Regions from separate parts of the Mus musculus genome. Here region 1 is linked to region 2. A link is a contact called in public capture Hi-C data. All regions are on one chromosome and are shown on one strand. The core of a region is the stretch at or near the end of the contact, and the rest is flanking DNA. Distances in the headings are between cores, read along the strand shown.

Region 1 (6,439 bases), core at 2,304-4,803, 640 kb before region 2:
TGAGGTATAGAAAACAAACTGAACCTTGATTTTCAGCCTCTGACCTCTTCTAGTTAAATGTTTCAGGCAGTGAACCATTGCTGTATTCACATCCATTGTGTTTATCCTGCAGGCATGGACAGGTATTGCTTACATTGAAAATTTTTTCTGTCAACAAATGACTGGTTTTAATTTTGAATTTATTTTTCCTAGCAAATTAGTTAAATATGTATATTCCTAACTGAAGTTACTATATTATTAATTATAATATTTAAAAAATAATAATCTTGGGCTTATTTCCAGATGACCTTCCTGAACTTCAGGCTGTTCAAAGTGACCCTACCCAATCTGCCATATACCAGCTAAGTTCAGATGTATCTCATCAAGAATATCCAAGATCATCTTGGAGCCAGAATACCTCAGATATACCGGAAAATACTCACCGTGAAGATGAGGTGGACTGGCTAACAGAGTTAGCAAATATTGCCACTAGTCCACAAAGTCCCCTGATGCAGTGCTCATTTTATAACAGGTAGGAGCATGGATTATGTTTGCATTTCAAACTTGCATCATTAGGGCCAGCAAGATAGTAGGTAGCTCAGTGGGTAAGAAGCTTGCCACCAAGCCTGAGGGCGCAAACCTGCACGTTGTCCTCTCACTTCATACATGCTGTAGTGCTTGTGCACACACATAAATGAAAAAGACATTTTAATTTCAAAAAGTTACTGTTTTGAAATCTTCTAATTTTACAGTAATGGCATTAGCTATTCAATGGATGGTTAATGTTTAAAGTCACTGGAATTAATGTTTATAACGATCAAAGATGATTTCATTGTTTTGAAAATCAAATAACACTATGAGAAAATATAGCATAAAAATATGTGTTTCAAAAGTAAAAAAAATACTTTATACTTTTATAAAAAAATTTTTATATCATTCTGAAATTTATTTTTTGGTGTTTTGGGACAGGGTTTCACTCTTGTCTACTTTTATAAATTTTTAAAAATAAAAATTATTTGTTTAAAGAACCATAATTAAACAATGTATTTTAAACTTTTATCAACTGTAGATTGTTTCATTGTGTTCTATAATTATTTTTCCATTGTGTGTGTAACCTTGATTATCTTCGCTAATTCTGAGGTTTGCTGATCTTAAAGTAGGAGCTGGAGATGTAGCTCAGTTAAGAGCACTCTTTTAGATGACCCAGGTTTGATTCCTAGCACCCACATGGCAGTTTACATCCAGCCCTCTGTTAATTCTAGTTCCAGGGAATCTGATGCCCTCTTCTGATCTACTTGGGCACCGGGCACGCACATGGTGCGCTGACAATCCAGCAAAACACTCATATACGTAATGGAAGTAAATCTAAACATTAAACAAAAACCACCTTAGAGTCCCAGTAATAAAATTACTTCATCTAGACCAAAGGTCAAGAAAATGGGTTAATCTGCATTGAAACTATGGAAAATCCCAGTTGGTATTCCTAGGGAGACCTAAGTAAGTATCATTTTACTAAATATAACAGCTTGGAGAAATGCCCCAGTTTTCACTCTGTTGGAAGAATTAGATGAGACTATGCTAGCCAAGTAGAAGGAACTCTGGACTTTGGTATTGGTCCCCAGTTGTACAATATTGTGCTACACATGATATAAACATGAAAGCCTAGCTACCTTGCATTCTGTTAAGGTATGCTTGTCTATTTTGCAGGAGATTGGTCTTGATTGAGCAATTCAATTCAGTTAAATTCTGTGTAAATTTCCATAGGGAAGGAAATTTCTCTTTCAGAGTATCATTTCCTCTATATTCCTCTTTTTCACAGTAATCTGTTTAACCTAGGGCAGTTTGCAGGCTGGGAAGAACTTTACTAATAAGCTACCCTGATGTTAAGTATTACCATTCTTTCATCTTCACATCCAGGTTACAGTTTATAGAAGGGCTGAGGCACAGCTCTGTAGAAGAGAGTTTACTGAGCATGTGCAGGATAAAAACATGAGTTTCTCTGTAATACTGCAGAGAAAGGGAGGCTCATGGGAAGTAGTAAGCCAAGAGGAGAATGATTATAAATGCAGAAGTTAAGGGACTGTACCCCGGGGTGTAGTTTTATTCTTGGAGGTGTTTTCTCTGCTGCTCACCAGTCCTGCTTTCTTCCCTGTTTTACATCACTGTTCGTGATGACCTGTGCAAGTACTCATGAGCTGTTAACTGTGTGAATTACTGAAGGTTGGTGTCTAAAGCCTTCTGAGCTTAGTGTGTCCTTGGGATCCCTGCTGGGCTTGAAAGAGCACTGCTCAGTAGAGACTTTGCTAGGGAAGGAAGCCAGTGTGTAAGTGATCCTTGTGGGAAAGTGACGGTACATCTGTATGCTTATGTGTAACTCACAGAAACAGTGTCTTCTTACAAATGGAAACAGGCTCGGCTCTTCTCTTCTTTTCTTTTGGTTTTTTGAGACAGGGTTTCTCTGTATAGCCCTGGCTGTCCTGGAACTCACTCTGTTGACCAGGCTGGCCTCGAACTCAGAAATCTGCCTGCCTCTGCCTCCCGAGTGCTGGGATTAATTGTGTGTGCCACCACGCCCGGCAAGCAGGCTGTTTTCTATTTGTAGTTTTACTTAAGGCAGTTCACCCAGTGATACATGGCTGGCCAGGTTAGTACTGTTGAGTTTTCGGAGTTAAGAAATAGATGGGTATTTACTTCATAATGATATGCATATTTATCTGTATGGGAATAAAAGAGATGGGAATCAGGTGTAGTGTACATACATGCAATCCCTGACCTTGGGGCAGGAAAATCCCAAGTTCCTTGCCACTTTTGATTTTTAAAAAGCTTAAGAAAATGTGATGAGTCTTCGATAAGAAAGAACACTTTAACATATACCAGTGAGTTTATATATGAGGAAGGTTAATGATAAGTTCAAGGGACAGCTTGCTGTCTTTACTAGAGCTTTCCATAGTTGTCTCTTGTGTAACAGCATTAGCAATATGCTGTTATCAAGAGAAAAGATGTTCGTTATGGACCTGCCTACACTGATAATAAAAACTGCTTTATTTTAGATCATCTCCTGTACACATCATAGCTACTAGCAAAAGTTTACATTCCTATGCACGCCCACCACCAGTGTCCTCTTCTTCAAAAAGTGGGCCAGCCTTCCCTCATGACCACTGGAAGGAAGAAACACCAGTAAGACATGAAAGGGTGAGTTTATTCATGAAGTCAAACTTCTACAAAGTTTATACAGTGGTTGAAAACATTACCTTTCCCCAATCTGAGAGATTGTTTTGAAGAACATACAGATGCACAAAAATATTTCATTGTTCATTATATGCATTTGATTCTGTATTTCTATTTTTAAGAAAATTTATTACAGATGACAGTATTTAAAACTTCAAGAAAAAAAGTCCTTCAATAGTGAAAGCTTACTTTCCTTAATCTTACAACTAAGTTATATTTATTTGAAAGCTCGAGTTTAAAAGAGGTATTAAAAGATCTTTTAAAAATAACAAAACAGAAGTTTCTGTTTTCTCTGTACAGGCAAACAGTGAGTCAGAGTCAGGCATTTTCTGTATGTCCTCCCTGTCAGATGATGATGATCTGGGCTGGTGCAATTCCTGGCCATCCACCATTTGGCACTGCTTTCTGAAAGGTAAAGAAGTACTTAAATGATTTGCAGCTGCCTTGGTAGCACAGCAGGCTTGTAATCTGATCCCTTCTTTCTAATTCAACTTCAGGCACGCGGCTGTGCTTCCATAAGGAAAGCAATAAGGAATGGCAAGATGTGGAAGACTTTGCTAGAGCCGCCAGCTGTGATAATGAGGAAGAGATCCAAATGGGCACTCACAAGGTTCATTTAAAATCCTTCTAAAGAATTTCAAACTGGTCAACCTTCAGGGTTAATCTAGAGGAACGCTCTACTTGCATTCCTATTTAAATGGCACCTTGCCCTCTGGGTAGGGAGTGAGACCGCCCAGTGCTTAGCATGGTGGGCAGAACCATGACTAGCACTTCCCAGCCATGCTTCTAAGGTGTGCGGTCTGTGTGACTTGGCAGCTTTATGCTTTAAATGCTCTTGTTCTGGAAAACTAGACTAGCCTTAAAGACAAATAGTAAACTAATTCAAACCTTCAGTTCTTAAGTATATAATGCAGTGCATGTCTTCCATGGTTAATTGAGAGTTTGAGGTTACTTCTTAAATGACCCCAGGAAACTCTCATTTTCTACATTTATAAGTAAAAACAGTGGTAAGCAACATTAGAATAAATATCTGTTGACACATTTTACTTTTAAAACTTTTCATTTCTCTATCTCTGTTGCAGGGAAAAATAAATAAATGAATAAATAAGCAAAATGGGATAATATAAAATACCAATTGAAAATTCCTTCTTGGAGCTTCCTGTCTCCTGTCAAGTTTTGAGAAAAAGTTGATTATCTTGAGCATGGTGTCTTCATCTTGGTGTTACTCTTTTCTTAGTAAAGTGTGCAGTCTGATTTTGCTTCTCCTACTTTACACAAAATTTGTCTCCTAGTTTTGAAATCTCTGCAACATTTGCTCATTGAACTACTTCCTGACATTGCTGTCCCTTAGTTTACACAGCAGCAGTACCCTAGTTCTCAGTCCATTGCTTATTGCTGCAGTGTCTTCCTCTTCATAGCCCTAGTGACTGGAGCACTGACAGCAGCATCCAGGCGGCATCTCTGTAGAGAGCACTCTGAACTCAGTGTGTACTCCAGCAAGTCTTATGTGAACGACTTTAATCATCTGGGCCTTCGCATCCTGATATGTAATGTAAACGCAGGCTAAAATCTTAGTAGCTTTAAGAAAAAAGGCTAATTTTTTTAACATTTAGTATTTATTTTATGTGCATTGGTGTTTTGCCTTCATGAGCATGTCTGTGTGAGGGTGTCAGATCCCCTGGAGTAGAGTTAACAGTTATAAGCCACCATGTAGATGCTAGAAATTGAACCCAGATCCTCTGGAAGAGCAGCCAGTGCTCTTAACAAAAGAGCCTTCTCTCCAGCCCTAGAAAACTAATTTTGACTATTTGTTAATCTGCCCTCTACTTTTCCACCTGCATGTTAGACCTCACTAGTGAGCCATGATCAATTTTTCACACTCAGTATGACTTGGGGTACATCTCATTCCTAATTTCTGCCTATCTAAGTATTTCTTTAAATTAAAATTCCTTTAAAATATTTTTGCAGACCACATTCAAAACTACGAAACTGTCTTTCATTATGTTCCTTCTCATCCCTTCATATTCAGTTTTCTATTCCATAGTATTCACAGCATTGTTAACCCATTATGTGTTGATCACCTAGTATACAATTGGGTGCTGTAGCTAGCTGCAGTCATGTGTCTTTTTCTGTGAATGCAAGGGTAGACACTGGTTTCTTTCTTTTCACCTTGTTCATGTGTTCTGTAAGCCCACCACCTGACATGTGTTACTCAGTAAATGCCCACTGAATTTAAGTTTCATCTGGTTCTTCTCTCATCAGTTGTGGACTCAAGATGTACAGTGGGTATCTCATAACCTCAAATAATTAAAATGCAGGGCTAGAAAGATGGCTAGAGTAGTACCTACACATACAGCTACTAGAGCTTGTACACCCACAAATACGATACACCTTTAAAAATAATAACATAGTAGAGTCCCTTTTTCATCATCATGATCTGAAAATTGACAACCACATTAATAAAAATACTTCCATTGTCTTACCACCAACACCTCCTGAGTGAGATTTCATCTTGCCCTCTACAAACTTACAAACTGTCCCATTTTCAGCCTTATTTGCGTAAGTCTAAACTTAACCTTTTTTCTTTTTTTGTTGTTGTTGTTTTTAAGCACTACTACTTACTTAGCACTACTCAAAGAAGTTACATGCAACTGTTCTTTTTTTGTTTGTTTGTTTGTTTGTTTGAGACAGGGTTTCTCTGTGTAGCCCTGGGTGTCCTGGAACTCACTCTGTAGACCAGGCTGGCCTCAAACTCAGAAATCCGCCTGCCTCTGCCTCCCGAGTGCTGGGATCAAAGGCGTGCGCCACCACGTCCAGCACATGCAACTATTCTTAGCCTAGGCATTTTCTTTTTCTAAATTTTATCTTTTACATCTCACTTCAAAGTCCTCCTTAGTCTATCATAGATAGTCTTTGTTTACTAAACTTCATATTACTTATATTTGGATTAAAATGCATATTATCTCAATCTGATACATATTCTGTGGTCATGATACGTGTGTTTCTTTACTGCTTGGTTGAAACTACTTTAAAGCTGGAGATACTGACTAAATTTACCTTTTCCAATCCAGACATATATTGGGAGTTTCCCTGTTGAATGGAATGTTTCCAATTTATTTAGTCCATGCATATGCTTTCAGGGCTATGGGTCTGATGGTCTAAAGTTGTTATCCCATGAAGAGAGTGTGTCATTCGGTGAGTCTGTACTGAAGTTGACATTTGATCCTGGTAC
Region 2 (6,161 bases), core at 212-2,711:
AAAAAAATCGATGAGAACAGACGAGACTGTTTCTGGGCTGCACAATTCTAAATGAACAACGATCCCAGGAAGACACGATCGCAAGGAAAGATCTAGAAAGACCTTGCTTCTCGCAGCTCTGTGGCTGATCACAAAGACTCGTGACAGAGTGGAATCACCGCTACTGACAAGCAGAGCTTCAATTCCACACTCCTGTCTCCGGAGCCTCCCCGGGCTGTCTCCGTCTCCGCACAGATGTTCTTCATCCTTACAGCTCAGGAGCCCAACTGCTGTAATTCCACTTATGCAATTCCAGCCTCGGCTCCTTCCCTCACTTGCACCACCTTCTCCTTCTTTCTTAAACACTCAGAGCTTAAATCCTTTCTCATGGTGTGAGATAACACTTCTTTCTCAAACCAAACATGTAAGTCTTATCTCAAGATAGATGTCCCTGCACTTAGCAGCCTCCTCTCTTAGGTCATGATACCACCATATTCTAAATCTTTCTACACCGAGCTCTCCCATGCTAACCATCACTACCCAGCCTGCCTCCCCACGGCCCTGCCTCCACAGGCCCCACGAGTGTTTCTCTGCACCTAGTCATGCCAGGGACGATGCGTCTGCCTGGCTTGCTGCAGCTCCACCACAGCCCATGCTCTGTAGAACAGCTGCTAGTCTTCCTGGCACGGCCCTGTGCTTTCAGACGAGCCACACTCCCCGTACTCTTCAGCAAATATTTACTGAACAAATATTGTCCCTGGAAACTACGTGCTGGCATGGGTGCCCCATGCTCTGACTCCATTCTAATTTGCTTCTGAATCAACCCCTGCGTTCATTGGGTGGGGCCATTATTTATGGGTAAATAATATGGGGTGGAGCAGCGAGGAATGTCTCACTCCTCAACTTAGAAGTTAATTGGGAAGAGAAGCAATGAAGCAATTAACTAAGACAAGATGTAGCCAGGAGCAAAGCACTCTGGGTGTCTGATGGAGAAGATTAAGGGAGGCTTCCTAGATGATGTGGCCCTGAAGCTTGGAGGATGTTTCTCATGTGCAGGGGAAAGATGTGAATGAGGAGAGCAAAGAAGTAGAAAAATTTGACCCTTAACCTTTACCCTATGACCTACCCTTCCCCACCCCTTAACCTTTTTACCCTCTGGCTCACCAGTCCCTGCCTTTACCCTTTTTCCTCCCAGCTAAAAGGCTATCAACCTTATTCTGCTTTCAAAACTCATTCCCAAATTCTTTACTAGTCTATATTAAAACAAACAAACATCACCTGTCAGAAACACTATATGGGTTTTCACACTCCCATGACAAGTTTTCCTGTAACCTAAATAGAGTCTATTTGTTCACTCAGTAACAAAGATGACATAAGAGAAAATGAAGGCTCTGAGCCACGTTTATCTTCCCAGGGACCTGCTGGTCCGTGACCTCACATGGCAAAAAGCACGTTGCAGATATGATGAAGGGCAGGAAGCCTGAAATAGATGTGACACGGTCGTGGATTATCTAGGTGGACTCAGTCCAGCCACATGGGCTCAGAGAAGTGGGTTAGAAAGCTCTGGTGTCATGGCTTTGAGGAAAGAGCTTGAAGGGGGTCGTGAATCATGGAATGTGGATGCCTTTAGAGGCTGGGAACAGCCTTGCCTTTCTGTTACATCCAGCAGAAAATAGGATCACTCTGCAACTTTAAGGAAACCACCCGAAACCTGAATAAGCAGGAAACCTTCGCCCCTATTGTCCTTCGAAAGCAGTGCAGTACACCAGCGTGTGCCTGTAATCTAGAGACAGCTGCCCCACCCAGCCGCAAGATAATCTATGCTGTTTTCAGCCACTAAAGTGTGGTTATTTGTTCTGGCAGCAATCAAAAACTAATACAGTCTCTCGGTTTCCCAATAGGTCAAGGCTAAGATTAGTTAGCACAGATTTCTCACAAATGCAGACATTTAAAAGTTCTAATGGAAACATAATTGCTTTCAGTTACAAATGAATGCGCGGGAAGAGTTCAAGTCCAGCTTTTCTCTATTAACAATGAAAACTTTTAAAGTATTAAAAAGCAACATTGGTCAGAGCCAACGGCTGTATTTAACACCTTTATCTCCTTCACGATTGATTCCAAACAAGAGCTGGTTCACCTGGGAGACCACACTACCCACTCTTCTGGGTAGCATCATCTCCACCGCAACTATGCTTCCTTACAGGAAGGCAGGCTATCCTAAACCTTAGTGTCCATCCCTCACAGCACCTAACGAAAAGCTAGATAGACCGCAGTTATTTAGTGAGCTGAGGAAAGTGTCTAGTAACCTCTGCTCTAGCTTCACAGTTGGTAAATTTCATCACACACACACACACACACACAGACACACCCCCGCTGATGGAGCGTCTGCACGCCTCACAGAGCTGGTGCCACGGTAGACACGGAGCAATATAAATAAATGTAAAAGAACATCAGGGCAATGTTGAGAACTTAAAATAGCATACACCTTCTAAGACACAACGGAGGACGGAAACTATAGCTCTGAGCTCTTGCCAAGACATAGCAGGCCACAGGCCAGATGCCCAGGGTTGACCCAAGGACCAACATTTAACCTAGAACATTTGGAAGGATGTTACAGAGATATTTTAAAGTTCTGTTTGTCTAGCAACCATTGCCACTAGTGCTTATTCATTCATTAAAGCAAACAGTCTGGACAAAAATTCATTAACCTGGCTTTGGTTAGATCACTTAAAACAATTAGATCTTAGTTCTTGAAATAGTTAAAAATTCAGATTGTCAACATTACTTACTAGCCATGGATGACTAAGTCTTTACTGTACAACTCAAATCCTACTTGGCTAGCTGTACAAAATGTCTTAAAGCATCTTTTACTTGATTCTGCCCCTAGTTAAAGTAACCAGAGGGTGTTTGAGTCATAGAGATGCTTCACCTAAGAAGTATGTACATAGTTACTACATCTTAAAACCCTTTTGCTTCTCAAGTTCTTTTACTCAATCTACCTTTATTCAGTATTATGTGTCCACAGAAAAGGGAGAGGGGCGGCTGGTCATATGGATCAGTGGGTAGAGTGCCTGTTGATCTGAAATCCATTTCTAGGATCTTAATGGTGGAGGGAGAGACACGGCATACTGAAGACTGCCCTCTTATCTTCTGACCTACACACGTGTGTGCAGAGTTTAAGTGACAAGCCTAAGCAACTCCTGAAAGTGACTGCCACAGGACTCTGTAGGGCTGCGGGGCTGGAAGGTATCTATCTATAAAGGCGGAACCCCGCCCCCCACCCTGCCCCAACAGAACAGTGAGTCTTGTCACTCTTGCTAGCTCAGGGGACCATCTGCTTTCAAGGTCTCACTAAGAGTTTTTTGATGAACATACTCTGGTGTTTGAGATGGGCCAGAGTGAAGACCAAGACCAGAAGTGTATGTGCAATAGAGAAAAAAGCAAGGAAACAGAGACCATGAAGGATAAAGGAACACCAGGCATTCCTGAATTATGGTGGCCACTTCTATCTGTTCAGGAAGGACTTGGGCTGACAGCTGCGAGTGGAGGAGACAGGATTGCACACTGGTGGACCAGAGCCTGCCTTCCCTACACCTATGGAATCAAATCATCTCAGTTGCTTCCCCTTCAGGAGTTTCTAAGAAAAGAGTACTCCAGAGGCCATAGGCCATACTGCATCCCCAGTACACTCTGAAACAGAACAAACCCAAATAAAGAGACCACAGAGAACACCTTCTTGAGATCTCATGTCTCAAGCCTTCCTAGCAGACGATGAGGTTGGAGATGAACTTGTCAGAGAGTCAAGTTCTGAGCACACCAAGGTTGCTCAAACAATCAGCATGTTCTCTAAGGGAAGACTGAGGGGACAGGGAAACAGCTGTCCCTGCAGTCACTGACACTCTCCCCACCAGATGTTGAGTCTGATCCAGTGACAGAGACCAGAGTTCTTTTTGGACTCAATTGTGGTTAACTCAACTCCCACGACATAGAACAACCGGCTAAACACATATTATATATTTCCATAGTGATTCACACGTTTTATCAATTCCAAGAACACTAGCATATTTCAAGAACTAAAAATAATGTGTAAACCTTGTGAACACTTGTGAACCGATTTAAGTTATAAAGAAAAAAAAATGAAAAGATTCTCACAACCAAATGAGAATCTATTTTCCATCTATTAAATTAATGAGAAACAATTGCTGCTACTAGCCGAGGCTGGGGCCAGGGGAGCCAGTGCTTCTGTGACAGACAGAAGGGAAATCAGCTGCTTTAATCTGTCTGGAACAATAGGACACTCTCTGAAAATGAAACCATGCATGCTATTTGGCTCAGCAGTTTCATCACTGATAACTCATCAAGACATGTCTTCAGAGAGCTTCACTGAAGCACATTTAAAAAGGGAAGATGGAAATTACCAAGTGTTTTCCCACCTGACAGATACGAACACTATAGCAAACAGAGATGTGGATGAGTGTAAGACAAAGGTTTTACAAATGGAAACCTTGCAAGTTTCTGGTAACATGTTTAACCTATGATCGTTCCACAGGTTAAAGGACAGGCCACCCTGTCTGATGACCTGAGCACCACACTGGAGTCAGAGACTCAACTCCCTCAGTTGTCTTCTGACCTTCACATGTGTGCTGCGGTGTGTGCACACTTGTGGACACAATGAAAATAAAGGCAAGTAGAAAATCACGGGCTGGTTTTCTCTTTGAAATTGTCTATTAAAACAGAAGCACAGGGCTCTGTCCTGTGCGAGAGGACATGAATTTGCATCTCCAGAACCTATTGTCAGTGTGTGGCAACCTACCTGGGATCCTCGCCTCCTGAGTGGGAGACAGGGGGTTCTGGGCGAGCTGGCTAAGGGGACTGACTAGCCACGTAGGTGAGCTCTGGGTTTGACGGGAGTGCACGTCTCAGGAGATGAAGCGGGAGAGTGCTCATGGAAGACTCCCGGTGTCAAACCTCAGGCTGCCACACACATGTGCACATGTATGCACACAACATACACACGGAAAAAAAGAAAAAGAAAAAAAAAAAAAACAACAGATAAAGCCTAACATCATTCAAAAGCTGATGAGAAGAAAACAACACTAATTTTCAACAGGCATACTCCACTCTCCTAGTAAGTTTCAGTGAGCAACAGGAAGCTGCTCATAGTGGCGCTTCTAGGAGAAACGTGGAAAAGAGAACAGGAAATAAATGTGTTTGCATTTCAGTTTACAGCTCTGTGAACTGGCCAAACTATTCTTCTGTAAACTGTGGCCAGGCGTGGCTTCCATACTTTAAGAGATATGTAGAAATAAAACTACAAAACTAACAGGGTTATTTAAAAACAAAACAAAACAAAAAACAAGACAAATTTCCTAGATAAAAAAAAACAAAACAAGATATGAAACAATAAGCAAATGATACATAGAACTTAACTTCCAAAAAACAAACAAACAAACAAAAACGCACTGGTCATATCACAAGAAACAGAGACTATCAATAAACAGTTGTTGCTAACTTGATTATATTCTGCTTTTATTGTATGGGCCTTTCTTAATTCTATCTTCAAATGTAAACTTCTGCCACATTTCTAACATCAACATACCTTCATTCTATTTCTATAGTTCTATTAAATATGGTTCACAGCAAATAAATACATAAATAAATCATCCTTTTTTGAGGTTTTTAATTATGTACATGTGTGTTGTGTCTATGTGTGTGCATGCACATATGAGTGTAGGTCCCATGGAGGCCAGAAGAGGACACTGGAGCCTGGAGCTTGAATTATAGGCAGTTATGTGGGTGCTGGGAACCAAACTCGGGTCCTCTGCAACCACTGAGCCATCTCTGGGCCAACATATAAGATTTCAAAACTCACTCTCCCAGCCTATCACCGACCCTGGAAATCATCAAGAAAAATGATTGGCAGGTACTCAAGCCAAAGATGAAAAGACTTTCTTAAAGGACTACAAAACCTTAGACTTCCTGAACTCTTGGCGCCTGGGTCAGAGTTCAAATGACGTTCCACTTACCTATTGTTCAGCGCCCCTCCAAGGTCACAGTCACAAGGTCGACACCCATCCAAATCATTGCTTAAACCCCAGTGCTGCGGCTGCAGATCAGAAGATGAATCGTGTAAAGGACGGCTCCTCTGGCTGTACAAGAGACTCAGCAAAGAACAAGCTGCA

The links. Capture Hi-C pulls out chosen DNA fragments and counts their contacts.
Region 1: a contact with region 2 is called in a capture Hi-C map of embryonic stem cells, with 2.6 times the contacts expected there. The contact joins two enhancer-like sites. A contact is called at or near these places in 1 of 484 Hi-C or Micro-C datasets (embryonic stem cells), 1 of 115 datasets of contacts at active chromatin or transcription factors (epiblast stem cells) and 1 of 9 other capture datasets (embryonic stem cells).

What each region holds. Positions count from the first base shown.
Region 1 is chr12:31,934,350-31,940,788 of GRCm38.p6, reverse strand. Cog5 (component of oligomeric golgi complex 5) reads right to left here. Exons shown (of 23, transcript NM_001163126.1): 23 at 3,159-3,612. It overlaps Hbp1 (high mobility group box transcription factor 1), which reads left to right. Exons shown (of 11, transcript NM_153198.3): 3 at 283-511; 4 at 3,030-3,171; 5 at 3,508-3,619; 6 at 3,705-3,817; 7 at 6,348-6,439. Among named protein-coding and RNA genes, the nearest start is that of Hbp1, 13 kb to the left of the region's middle. Within about 2 kb of position 3,553, at least 34 of the 459 cell types and tissues checked have an H3K27ac peak or open chromatin away from gene starts, as enhancers often do. A contact at or near this core is called in embryonic stem cells, where this site is marked.
Region 2 is chr12:31,289,266-31,295,426 of GRCm38.p6, reverse strand. Lamb1 (laminin B1) reads right to left here. Exons shown (of 33, transcript NM_008482.3): 12 at 6,006-6,085. Among named protein-coding and RNA genes, the nearest start is that of Lamb1, 27 kb to the right of the region's middle. Within about 2 kb of position 1,461, at least 68 of the 459 cell types and tissues checked have an H3K27ac peak or open chromatin away from gene starts, as enhancers often do. A contact at or near this core is called in embryonic stem cells, where this site is marked.